Regions from separate parts of the Dromaius novaehollandiae genome. Here region 1 is linked to region 2. A link is a contact called in public Hi-C data. All regions are on one chromosome and are shown on one strand. The core of a region is the stretch at or near the end of the contact, and the rest is flanking DNA. Distances in the headings are between cores, read along the strand shown. Region 1 has its middle 16 kb from the start of FILIP1. Region 2 holds the start of TMEM30A (transmembrane protein 30A).

What was found. A called contact is a pair of places that touch in the nucleus more often than the background predicts.
Region 1: a Hi-C map of liver shows a contact between it and region 2, with 13 times the contacts expected there. The contact joins the enhancer-like site here to the promoter of TMEM30A in region 2. A contact is called at or near these places in 3 of 4 Hi-C or Micro-C datasets (brain, liver and ovary).

The regions. Positions count from the first base shown.
Region 1 is chr3:35,425,048-35,432,118 of bDroNov1.hap1, reverse strand. No RefSeq gene overlaps it. Among named protein-coding and RNA genes, the nearest start is that of FILIP1, 16 kb to the right of the region's middle. Within about 2 kb of position 2,783, at least 1 of the 2 cell types and tissues checked has open chromatin away from gene starts, as enhancers often do.
Region 2 is chr3:35,289,922-35,296,850 of bDroNov1.hap1, reverse strand. It overlaps TMEM30A (transmembrane protein 30A), which reads left to right and starts at 2,567. Exons shown (of 7, transcript XM_026102282.2): 1 at 2,567-2,993. The coding sequence starts at 2,724.

The DNA.
Region 1 (7,071 bases), core at 1,534-4,033, 140 kb before region 2:
AATACCTTAGATATCTGTTCTCAGTTTCAGGTCAGAGGTATGTGGGATGAAGTACAGAGTGGTGATTGTACTAAGGTCAAAAGAAAATTTAAAAGCCTTATTGTAGAAATTTATGCTCTATTTTTAAAAGAACAAGATGTCAACTTGCCTTTACCTTTTTCTGCATCAAAGCAGCATTATTTAAATTTGCATAATTATTATGTATATTTTTCCTGTTTTAAAGTACCCCATGGTAACAGCTAATGAAAAAAACAGAAATGAATTATGCCAAATATGTATTGCTTGCTGCTGTTACTCCTACTGATAAATCTAGTATGTATTGACCTTATTCATCGTATCCAGGGCATTATGTAAGGGGAAAATATGCATAATGTTGTGGGCAGAACATCCCACACTCACACAGAATGAAAGTACTCTAAGATACTTTCTAGAATCTAACCAATGATACAGACCAGATGGCAGACGTTCAGCACACTCTGTTTGCAGATTTCACTTGGGCACTCTACAAAATCTTTCTCGGTGTGAATGGAGTTTTTACTCTCTATGCACTTTAAAACATCATTCGGGATGTATGTCTGATCTTTTCTCTTTAACATTGATCAATAACAAAGGATAATGCCCAGAAACTTTTGGAATACTGTGACAAAGGCTATGGTAAGAGAGTTCTTTAGTTTTATGTTAGAGTACTCCTTGAATAAAAATGTTAGAAATTTAATTTTGAAGCTTAATTGAATGGATAAATTGATTCTATTACTTAATATCTTCTAAAATATTATCTGAACGCAATATGGAAGAAGACCTGATGTCATATATGCCATTGTTTATGGTTAAGTTGTTTTACTTGGATTTATTGGAGATAGATATGGAAATATACATTTGTAGTATATATGTAGATATATGATAGTGAGATACTTATTACACTTAGAAAAAATTAAATAATATAAATTCTATCTTATTTTTAGGAATGTATCCTTTATCACTGTCTTACTGATCTCATAGCAACAGATTATACTTTTCTACAAAAAGGAAGAGGGCACACAGCTGAATGAGAACTGTAGTCTTTAGAAAAAACATCAGCAAACTGAAAAGGGTAATACGCGTTTTATATTCTACACAGTCTTGCAGCGAAAGTGGCTAGCAGCTCACTGTCCTAAAATGAAAGGTTAGACTGAAAAGGCTGTTTGGGAAACATCATGTAGCAGAGCATCGAAACTGCTTCCTCCAGGATCTCTGTGGAGAACGCAGGGTGCGCTGGGAAAAGAGAAAAGAGTTTCTGAATTATTTTTATGAGAAGTGTGTATGGTTCATTTTATCCACCTTCTTTTACATGATGACCTAAGATCAAAAGTGTTGACAACTTGACAACTTCTTAAGAAAGGGTAATGAGAAATGGATGTAGGTCATGTGTTCAGGACTGTATCAGTATACATGAACTATGAAAAAATGTCCACTTGTAAGTAGTTTTGCCTTGGAAACATAATAGGAAATGCTCCATGTGCCTAAATTTCAATTCGGAGGAGTGAAGTCTCTAAAACAGGAACCCTGCTGCCCAGCGACACTGTGGTTGTGCTGTAGGCCTAAGAAAGTTAGTGTAATGCTGCTAGAATATTCATAAACCTTTATTTTCCATTCCAGTGTGAAATATGATGTATTGCATCAGAAATAGCTACCTATTTCTGAACAGGCTGTCCCATCTCTCAGAATATCAGATGGTTGTGTACCTACCAAGCTGGCAGGTGTCCAGTAGGGACTCAGCTTTATGGACTTAGCTGAAAGAACAGCTATGAAAAAAGAGAGAATACTTCTTTACTAGTAAATTAAACTGGTCCAGAATATGGGCCTGAGCACTGACACATGACTGGCTATACAGTTAATTAGGGCAGTTAATTAGAGCAGACCCTAGGGCAGTTTTGGCTTGTGCCAACTAACACTTTCCTAGATGATGCACAAGATCGGTTCAGGTGAGCACAGGCCAGGAATTACTCCCGGTAGGCAGTCTGGATGCAGCCATGCTGTTTTGGAAGGTAAAGGAGAGTCACATGGTCATATTTACCAGTATGGATGAAGCCAACAACAGTGAAGCTGGAAACCCATTTTCAATGTAATGATAGCTGGTAAAATGGAGGCATTTAGAGCCTGGTATGAAAGGGTGTATTTCCAAAAGAACTGTGTAATGTTTGGAGGTATAACACATCCAATAGAATTAAAGAGCCCCTGTGATTCATCTTGCTTTACAGTGACTAGAATGAGGGTCATTGTGGCCTTATTCTGCACTGACAGTGAGGTGTGACCTCCACAGGTGGAGCATGTTTGTTAAGTGTGAAGAGGCCCCTGTTAAGTTATAAACATATAAAACATATAATCATATTCTTTTTTTTTTTTTTTTTTGCTATGCACCTTATGCTTTCTTTCACTAATAGCCCAAATACATTTGCATATGTCATGAGAATGTGTACCGTGTATTTGTCCTTAGTCTAAATAATTAATTATTTATTGTGCCTGTTATAAATGGATAATAATAAGCTTTAAAATTTTTAAGCTTAGAGGATCAGTTTATTTTAAATACGCAGGTTGTAAGTATGATGGTTTTGGTCACAAGCCACATAATTAGTTAGACCTACTGAGTGACAAACTGCCTGTAATCAAAACTTATTTTTCACAGGAAAGGAAGCCTAAGCCACTAGATGGCATCATGTAGTCACTTACAAAGTATAGGAAGGCACAGAATTCTAACAACATATACAGAGAACGTGAAAACCTATAGGCATTACTGCACTACAGGAAATCTTGTTGTTTTCAAGAAGCAGTAAAAAAGGTTCATGCAACTTTTAATGGTCTCACTGCAAGATCAGGACACAAAATATGAAAATTGAGTATTGTTTTTGCAACAGCATGCTAGTAATCACTAGATTAACTCACGTTAGCAGTAAATACACATTTAAAATGATATCTGTGGAAAATGTAGTAATACTAGAAGTGGGGACAAATGACAAAGGCATTGTAAGCGCAATGCACTCACACAGTATATGGCTTCTTCTTCAGTTCCTCCATTTGTCTTCAGCCTTGACTTACAGCTATACATGGGCTTCAGTTAAAACTCTGGAGATGAATAACTCCAAATCCTGATGAAGTCTGACAGTCATTTCCAGTTAGGAATTTTGCAAATGTTTCCCATCTTTAGAACGGGACTAGCTCCTAGAACTGATTATTCATGAACTCGAGTGTGCTTGAAACCCAGTCTCAGATCCAAATTTTGCACTGTCAGTTTATTTCTACCAAGACTACTACAACCCCTGGGACTTTTTTAACACAGACTATTCAGTTTACTAGTTGCTATGATGGCTTAATGATGAGAGAAAATATCCATGAGAAACAAGTTTTCAAATGCCATGGTTCTGCAGACAATGCCTATAGCCCAAGGGCTTGTCCTATTAGTGATGACCTCAATTCTGACCAATTCTGAACAGGCATATAATTCTCATTTGTTCATCTTTATAAAGGAGGGCAAATTTAGTTTCTAAATTTCTGGAGAATTTTGATAAAAATGCTGATTTTAATTATTTATAAGTCTTGTTTCATAGATATTGTGCAAAAGTGCAGCTGGTTTCATGGGACAAGGCAGCCCACAGCACACAGTTTGCCCAGCTGTGACAGGCAAATGCTGATCCTTGAGTTGCAAGTACAGTAGTAGGAGAACAAGAAATGCCAGTCAAATGACTATCATGCTCTGTGTATGGTATCTGACAGGTCCGCCAACAGAAAAGGGATGTTGTTTTCCAGTAGCAGCTACATACTTTTTCTGAATTAAGGAGTCTTCAGGACAACTACAGTTGGGTGATACTTAGCTCATATGGTCTGTTGGTATTGGTACTATTAGGAAGTGGAGAGATACATCACGTGGAAATCTTAAATTGTAGTTTGTACATCTTTCAGATCCAGGAGGCTGTCAAAGTCTGCAAGCAGCCTTTTTAGTGAATGCCTCAGCAGGCAAAGTCTTCAGTGGATCAGTACAGGAAGAAGCTTTCCATCCTCTAAACTTTTAATATTTATCATTAGGATATGTGAGCAGAAGGTATAAAAAATATATATACTTAGATTTTTATTCTTTTTATGATTAACCCAATAAAGTCTCATTCAAATACTGGTATCATAAACAATCTGTTTTTTCTCCCCCTCACATTTATTCACTATACACAAGTCAGTACACTGGTATAACATCCATTATACAGTATACTGGGACTTATACACACAAATGTAGTGTAGCATGATAAGTCTGTCTGTTACTAGATGTAATTCTTTCTGAGACACCTTAACTTTTTTCCTGGCTTTTTTATATATACTGAATATGATACTGAATATGATGTAATGTTCTCTATAAAGATCTGATGTAAATAAGGCTTGGATCTGGCTCTTTAAACTTTCCTGAGATAACCAAGGTGCTTCCTAGAGGTTTTAGTGTATTGTGCTATGCCCTTACTTGTTTATACTGGCTTTAGCCAGGTAAGCATGACCACAGGTTTAAGTTACATGAAGCTCAAGCTCAAGCAGGAAAAGTTGGTTAAAACTTGGAGAATAATATTATTAGCTTAACTTGTTCCCAAAGTATGCCTCCTGTGTATGTTACCTTCAAAGAATATTTACAAGCAGTTATACGAATGATAAAGAAATGATCCCTTTGCTTTCTGTATTATTACTTCTATGCACCTAAAATTAATTTATTATTATTGTGAGAGATCGTGTTTCTCTCTTCTATTGCTACAAACACTTTTCCAAATTCACCAAATGAATTAATTGTCTGAAAAACAAAATAAGTAGTATATACATTCAGTAGCTTTGTTGAAATGGATTATAGGAAGTTCTAACTTATCAAGAACCTAAGGTTTTTCCAATCAAAAGCTTTCAAGATCTAGTTATCTCTAAGCTTTATGTTCTGAACAGATCTAAGCTGTGGCATAAGAAGGACACTTTAGTCAGTAGGTCTCAAAAGTCTTCACTATCTGTGGCATCATTTTCTGGCTAGGCAGAGGAGCTGAAGAAAAAAATGGAAAATGTAGGGCCACTAAATGTAATGAAAATGGTGAAGGCCCATGAACAGAAAATTAGCTGTTTAAAACAGCTGCTTGAATGAAAACTTCAAGATGTGAAGGAAATCAGTTTTTTTAGGGTTATAGAGAGAAACCTGGGCTCTCAAAGCAACAGATGCCAAAGATGGCAAGGGTGAGAATCATCTCATCTAATTTCAGACATCAGTAATAGAGATATCTGATTTAGCTCAGCACCTTATGATCAGTGGAAAGGAATAAACACATTTAGGGAGTAATTTGACTGGCTGTACTGGCAGGAGAGGAACTGCACCTTAGAAATGCCTGTTTGTTGAAAACACAAGGAGTCTGGACCTAGCTCAGAAGCATACATGTACACTATAGATTTCTATACCAGTCCAGTTGAATCCTAAGGTGGTCATAATGTATATCATCCACAATACGGATACAGTATACTCATAATGGCAATGGCAGTTGTCTCTAGCTGCTCAGAACAGAGTCTGGGGAAAAGAGCCTCCTGCCCCTGCTTGTCCCTCCTTCCTCTAGAAATTCCTTTGGTTTCAAATGCACACCTATGTTAAACCTATAGGCACCTGGTACCAAATGAATAAATTTGGAAACTTTTTTAGCTGCAATTCATTGACATCTTTCTACTTACACTATAATACATAGTTATCTCAAGGTCACTATGGTTGTTTTCCTTCCATTTAATGTGAAGTTCATTGGCTAAAGCCCAAAGTAGCAAAAACTCCTCTTAAGACTGGAATATCTAATCTAAGTGTCTTCTGTTCGTGTATCAGATTTCTCACAACTGCACTCCTTGTAAAAAGAGCAATTGCTGGATTTCTTATTCTGACCAGAAACAGAAAGGATGCATTTCCATGTGGCTACTGTTAGTAGTATTCTGAATTAATCTCAGACATGTGGGGTAGAAAGAGCAATATTTTCGTAACACACTGAAAAGCAGCAATGTACAGTTTGTTAAACTGATGGAGCTAGACAAGTAACACAGCTTAATTGGAGAAACTGCCATGCTGGGTTTTTAACAAGTTATACATTGCTATTTTACAGTGAGATATACTATAGATAGGATAGTAAGCTTTAGAAGTTCTGGGCAGTCCAGAGCAACATGCATTACTGTGATTTCAATTTTTGCAAAGGCCAGGTGAAAGCTGACTTACTTTTGTTGGTAGCTGAACAGAAGACAAACCTGTTTACATTCCAGAGGAATTCATTTCATCGTTGTGGTGAAGTCAAAGAAGAGGAATTTGGGAGGGTTTGTTCATTAGTGATCTTCCAGAACAGTATTTTGATGCTTCTCCTTTTTCTTTTATATGCTTTAACTCATCTATTTTCATTCTATTCAAACAGCACAGAAAACAACAATTTATTGCCCATCTTTGTTTCTGAAGTTGTTCTTACATTATAAATATGGTTAGTTATGGCTGTGCTTATTCTGTTCTAACAGGCAAGCAATTTCATAGTAAAATTCTCATTTGTGAAGATAATGATGTTGGAGAATTGTTGAAAATAGGAAAAGGGTGACTGAGTTGATTTACTCTGCTGCCTTCTCTTGTGCTTACTTATTCTTTGAAGAAGCCTGAGGCTAAATCTGAGATGTCCGAAGTATTTACATAAAAGAATAAGGCGATGTTCATATTCAGTTCTATAAGTGAGTATAAAACATATTTGACCCATATATGTTTGGACTGGATTTTATCCTTTGTAGAATCTCTCAAAAGTAGGGAGCCTAATATTTTTGGAGTAGCCTGTTCTTCTGTCCATTCTTGCAATGTGTCCAGGAAAGAAAACTGGGATAGAAAACTGGGCATGCAGTGGAATTAAATAAAAAAGCAGGGAATCGGTGGTAACAAATGAGAGTGACTAAATGATTGGAGGGTATTCACTAAATACCCTCCTGCTTCTGTCACAACCTGAAGACAGAAATGAAGGGACCTCCTCCCACTGTGCCTCTACAAAGGTTTTACGGGGTCTGGTGGAGAAGGAGCTCAAAGTAAGGAGGAACTGC
Region 2 (6,929 bases), core at 1,318-3,817:
GATTTACTTTTAAAAGCATGAGAGTCCTTTGCAATCAGACAGCAGTCCTGATACTCAATGCAGCATTGATACTCAATGTCTGAGTATGAAAGAAGCCTAATGCACCCTTTCCCCTCCCTTCCACAGGCATATATCTAAAAGCAGTACATTTACCTAGGCTGTAAACTGGGGTGTTGGCACAGGAGACTCTTGAAGTTGGCTGTGGCCAGGTGTCCCTGAGTGTGTCCTCTGGGGGGCCTCTGCGGGGTCCAGTAATGAGGACAGTGCCATAGAGTGCTGTCTTCTCTGGACCTTCCATATGGTTGCCAAATATTAGCCTAAGTAACCTGTGATTTTGGTTACCTTAGGTTAACAAACAGTGAAAAGTGGTTGCCATCAGACAACTGCTGGAGAAGAGTAGTTGCCACTGTGTGATTTAAGATACCTTAAACAAGACAACGGGAGATAAGGAATGTAACAGTTAGGGAACAAAAAGTAACTGCTGAAAAAAACATTACCTGATTCAGACAAAGAACTGAAAAAATTACAAAATGTGATCAAACAGCCTGTGAACACCTGGAACAAAGAAGAGCTGAGTCGACCTCTGAAGTATACCATCTCTAGACTCCCAATTCTAGGATGTCTGGCCCAAAAACTGTCGAGAACTTATTAATGGAGATGATGCATTGCTGCTTAGCTTTACATAGGTGTATCCACCAAAGTTTGTCTGCTGGCATAGCCTGTCTTTATCTCAGCTGCTGACCGCTCAATTGCTTCTACCCAGATTTATCTCTTTGGCAACCCTGGAACCTAAGACAGGGACAACAAAGCAAGCACTGGGTCAGAGGCGCATTTGGCATTTGAAGACCTCTTCAAGCTCTTTGTAAAACCTGCATGTCTGCCATGCCATCCTTGAAGTACAGGGTTTGGCTCTTCAGGAACACGTTTTCATCTTCATGAATTTAATGTGGCCTTCCTTGCCAGTCCTCTTGTACCAGGCAGCAGTCATGAGGTTTCCACCTGCCTCATACTGCCACCAGGTCATCCTGCTGCCAGAGAAACTTGACATCTCACAGCACAAGTTTACCAGCAGCGTTGTTTCCAAGAATCCCAGTCGGCACCTCACTGGATTTTCTGGGAGGCTGAAGGAATAAAAGTTACTACAAGAACTGAAAGATGATAATAGAAAATGAAAGATAATAAAGAAAAGGGCGATAACAGGAACGACGGCTTAGCTAGGGGGAATGACAGCAGAAGGTAAGGCCCACTAGAAGATGAGGGAAAGGGTGAATTAGGAATAATATATAGTTGTAACACAGATGCCAGAGGAATATGATTTACTTTTCTCTAACTGAACTCTAAATAGTTATTTAGGAAACAAATTTACTCTTCAATGCTATATGTTTTTTAAAAGTGTCCAAATTTCCTATGCAGTCTGCAAAGAGAGGGAAGACTTTTCCAGTCTCTAGAGGGAGGTTGCATTTGTGCAAGCCTAAGGAGCTGTTAGGTAGCCAACTACTCCCTCCAGTGGTCTTTAGAGATACTTTCAATCTCTGGACAACTAAAATACAGGCATGTATTTTACGACGACTGTTCCCCCGTGTGTGTAAAAAGTCTTAGATCGGACTACATGCTTATAAAATTAATTCAATAATTTCAATCAGAATGTTTACTAAAATTATACAAATACATAAATACTTGTTGGGCTTTGGCTGTGTTGTCCTACACAGTCTTTATGAAACCAACTTTTAAAATAAAAGCACCGGCAGAGCGAGAGATACGGACTTTCAATGCAGCATTAGCTTGAGTGATGCCAGAAGAGATATTCTGGGACACAAATACATGATCCCGCAATGCTTTCTGTAAGGTGACTGCTTAATAGGAGCAGCTGAGCAGAAGCAGGATTAGCTCCTCAAGGAAATACAAAGAAACAACGCTGACAGAAACTGTGCTTTCTGCGTTCAGCGCCAGGACTGGTTCACTCACACACCACTGTCTGACAACGATGGGCAGCTTTGCGCAGCTTACAGTTCTATTTCTAAAGAGAAAACTTAATGCAAAGTAACTCCCATAAAGCGACTGTTGGTGTGAAGAGCTTTATTCAGATTAGCTTGTGTAACTTTGCTAAGAGTTGACAGATGATCCATCAGCCACCACCACAGTAAGAATGATGCTGCTGCTGTTTATGAGTAGGAAACTGAGGTTAATCTCTCAGTTCCGATGCAGACTTGATGCAGGATTATGCTGCCCTCTCCCAGCACCACCCTTCGGATGGATGGGGACGACGCGGGACCTGGGCCGCCTGGTGGGTGACAAGGCCGCGGCCCGCCGCCCCGCCGCTCGACGATGGCGGCCCCCGGCCCGCGGGCACGGCTGCCCTCAGCGCTGCGCATGCGCTCTGCGCCCCCCCCCCGACGCTCCAAACAAGGGGGAACGCGCATACACAAGACGCTCTTCCCCCCGCGCCGGTCTTTCCGTTCTTGCGCATGCGCAGCTGGGAGCGGCCATTCTCTCGGCCCCCCTCGGGGAGGGGGCGTGGCCGATGGGGTGCGTCATCAGCTGCGCGCCTCGCTCTGCTCGTCAGTCGCGCGCCTGCCGCCCTCCCCCGCCGGCGGCTGAGAGCGCAGGCGCGGCGGCGGCGGGTCACGTGTCGGCGGCGGCGGCGGCGGCGGCGGCGGCGGGGCCCCGTGCGGCGCGGGTTGTTGGCGTCGCCGGCGGGGCCGGTGGCAGCGCGCGGCGGCGCCATGGCGGTGAACTACAGCGCCAAGGAGGAGGTGGACGGGCACCCTTCGGGCGGCGGCGGCGGGGTGGCGGGCGGCGGCGCCGTGGGCGGCGGCGGGGCGGTGAAGACCCGCAAGCCCGACAACACGGCGTTCAAGCAGCAGCGCCTGCCGGCCTGGCAGCCCATCCTGACGGCGGGCACGGTGCTGCCGGCCTTCTTCGTCATCGGCCTCATCTTCATCCCCATCGGCATCGGCATCTTCGTCACTTCCAACAACATCCGCGAGTACGAGGTGCGCGGGGCGCGGCCTTGGCCGCCCTCCCCCTCTCCTCGGCCTCCGGGGGCCCGGCCGAGCCCCGCGGCCCCTCAGGCCGGGCAGGGGCGGGGGCTGGGGAAGGGCCCGCCAGCCGTGGGGAAAGGGCTTGGGGTGCCGCCGCTGCCGGCAGGAGCGGGCGCTGGCGCGATACTCACTAAGGCGGGCGCGAATGGGGCAGAGTGTGCGAGTAGCTGGTTTGTTCCTCGTTGAACAGGCAGGAAAAGACGAGAGTGGATTTCGCATAGGGAAGTGGAGATGGTTTCTGTGATGAACTAATACCTTGCCTTGTCTGTTTCACTTTACTTTAACGCTTACACTCTTTCCCAAACTACAATTAACTTCCCCAGCTGCACGTTGAACTTGAAGAGTATCTGCTGAATGGATTATAGTTCTCCTGTTAATTTTAAGTGAACTTCTGGGGAAACTAATGCCAGCATATAGCCAACACACATCTGAATGTTGATCTTGTTTTCAATAAGGAAAAAAGAGTGCTTATCATTCATGAGATAACTTATGGTAATGGGCAGTATCTGAAGTTTCAAGGTAATTATGAATTCAAGACAGAACTTTGTGGTGAATGCATTGCTATAATTCTTATATGTTTATCATTTTAGATGTTCTCTGGGAGGCTGTGTTCAGAGGTAGACTTAACAGCAAAGATCCAAGAGAATGAGACCTTCGAGTGTCTTTTTCTAATTATACTTATAAAAACTGAAAGTCATTTATACCTGAAACTTAGCCATGCTGCTGTCATGAGAGGTTTCTCACTATTTCTCAGAACTGAACCTTATATCAAAGGTCCATTTGATAGCAGGATTGCTTTGTGTTGTAAGGAAGCTTTCCCTTTGGGCTAGAAAACATGTTTTATGAACACACGTGCTCAAATTGACAGCGCTGATTAGTTCCAGTAAGCTAATGGGACGAAGATTAATTGTAAGGCGGGGGAAGTGTACTTGTTTGATGTGTTGGAGAATGTGTATTTTATGGATCAAATCACTGCAGTCATTTAGGTAATATGTCCTTTTCATATAAGTAGTGTTCAGAATAGTGGTTTAATTGCTGATAATCAGTGGCAATGAAGCCCCATTAACTAAAGAAATTGAGGTAGACAACGAATAGTGAATGAATAGTAGTATCTTTTTTGTATATCTGGCACAATGCAAATAATGTTATAATAAAACCAGAAAAGGAAAACGACCATTATGTTGTTTAGAACTAAAACTTCACAGTCAAGGAGAATAAAAGCTGGAGTTAAAAAATAAAGCTGAAGTGTATCTTATAGTGTCCCAATGTTGTATGTAAGCTTATTTAAAAAAAAAAAGCTTCTTCTGTCAGAGTTTGAGGGCATGCATAATATTTTAAAGTTGACACAGGTGCTTCAGAGGAGATGGCCAAGTTGTCATGGGTATGTAGGCTTTTTTAATGCCACCTTGTAGTCATATTTAACATAATCACTTATTTTCAAAAGGACACTTGGTTTAGAAAAGTAACAAATATGCTTGCTAACACTGACTTGCTGACAACTGCATTCAAAATAGCCATACTTTTGTAGTAAAACAGCATAAACTCAGATCCTAATGATTTTAAGGTAAATAAAATTGGGTAAATATATATACATGCATGCGCGCACACACACACATATATATGTATTTTTTACAATGTCTGAAGCAGTGGAACTCTTTCCTATGGGTTGATCTATAAGGATAGAATACTCACCAGACTTTCATTTGAGTCCAAAAATGTAAGCTACTCCCTTACCTTGTATTTCTGTTGTGTGCACATTCAGAGATGTTATATACTATTGCTGCTTAGTAGCTCAGTCCTGTGCTCCTGCAGAGTTCTCCTGTGAGCCACTGACTATATCTTCCCACCAAACATGTGCGGTACTAAAAGCCATAGGTGAACTGGGAGCATGACTAATGCTCCCTTATGCAATCAGATTGCATACACAAAGCAGAAGTGGCCATTTACATTTGGAAACAAGATGGAAGGTGGTAGCCCACCACCTCTTCTAATTTCAAGACATTCACATTTGGAGAGGAATTTATTTATTTTGTTATTTTTTCTGAGTGGGTTCAGACTTGTGTTACCCACCTCACATGAAGCATTCCTCAGTCAGTTTAATAAGCTTTTCTGAGGACAAGAGGGACACAGTTCTTGACTTCTGAGAGAATGACTTCATGATATAGCAGTTGGGGTGTGCAGGTAAAAATGGGGAAGCTTGTGTTGTGTTCTCTGATCTTCATGCATGTTTCATGAAGTGTTTTAATGCAGAAATTGTATGTGTGTATACACACACATATATGTGAGATTATCATTTTAAAGGCAGGTAGACTAATACTTTTTATCTCCTCCAGCTCAGTTTTGAGGAAAAAACGTTTAAACGGAAAAAGGCTTTACAGTTGCAGTATTAAAACTTAAATGAAGCATTTTACAGTCCAGCATTTGGGCTCTAAATACCAGTGAGGGATGTAATTTAAGGTACAGCTACTGTCTGTGTCTCTAGCTTAGAGGGCTCCCTCTGTGGTTAGCATGCTGGCTTTTGATAGTAACCTCCAAATGTTATTTGCAAATAGCTGTAAATTTAACTTTTGGAGACAGGGCATCTAAAATCTAGATGCAGTGACTAAGCTCTTCTAAAAATGTAATTGGAACAGGAAGCAGAGCTAGTTATTTGCTCCTGCCTTCTAGACAATAGCCTACCTGTTAAGTGTGTATATATGTATGTATGCGTGTATGTGTGTGTGTATGTATATATATATGTCTGTAAACTTAGTGTATTGGAGTTGAATTGGAGATGTAATTTATGCTCCCAAAATACATATCCATGTACAGTTGGAATCATTCCTAGCCCTTTCCTGGAATTAAATATTGTAGCTGTTAGTATCTCTGGAAATTGTGCTGTTCTCATACAGGTGCAAGGATCGAGCAGCAAAATGCAGATTTTCCATTGATTTCCTTTATAAGCACTCTTCAGTTCAAATACAGAAGGTTTCCAGCGGCTTTAATATACCAGAATTATAGTGCTCTTATGCTGGTTGTTCTTTAGCTCTTTCTCATGATTTCAAAGGGGGTAAATACATTGGTGCTACTCTGAAAACACTTTGAGTGGAAAATGAGAAAAGGCTACATGTTTATTTTTTGGCTTGTACTCTTAAAGGCTGAAAGAGGCTTCCCTCCACCCTGTGGACAGGGAAGGATCATATTCACAGAGCATATTAAAGTACAGTAAGAACTGAGCAATATCCAAAAAATTAACTTGGTGGGAAAGATATCCTCTTGCTGTGCCTACCACTCTGAAATGTGTAGCAGTAGTTACAAAGGCAAGTAGACTATAAGGCATTACTAGGAATAGAAAACTGAAAAAAAAGTAGATTGCCATTGCGTACATCTTGAATGTTGTGTGCAGTTCCAGTAACACCATCTCAAAAATGATACAGAACTAGTAATAGCTACAGACAGGGGCCACAGGAAGATCAGAGTTATGGGATACTTTCTATGCAAGAAGTGGCTAAGTAAAATAGGATAAACTTGTGAGGTATGAAGTGTGTGAAATCATTATTTGTACGGAGAATATGCGTGCATGACAGTTGTTTTATTTCTACACTGTGAAAATATAAATGAACTCTGAAGGACCTCAACAGCCTGAAAAGTCATTGGTGGCAGAATACTTTGATACACTGGATGTCCTTAAATCACCAGTTGTTGAGAAGGTCCATGAAGGAAGGGCCCACTCTTGTGGGTTTGTCATACTTGGCCATTCCTTGGAGAGAGGATGCTGGGTCAGATGGATTTCTGCTGTGGCCCCAAAAGTTCTTAAAGTAATGATTTCATTATTTGTCAAGAGATAAAAACAGAGGTCAGATTTATGTTAAGCTATCTGAGAGCTTTAATAAAAGAGATGTAGGTCTC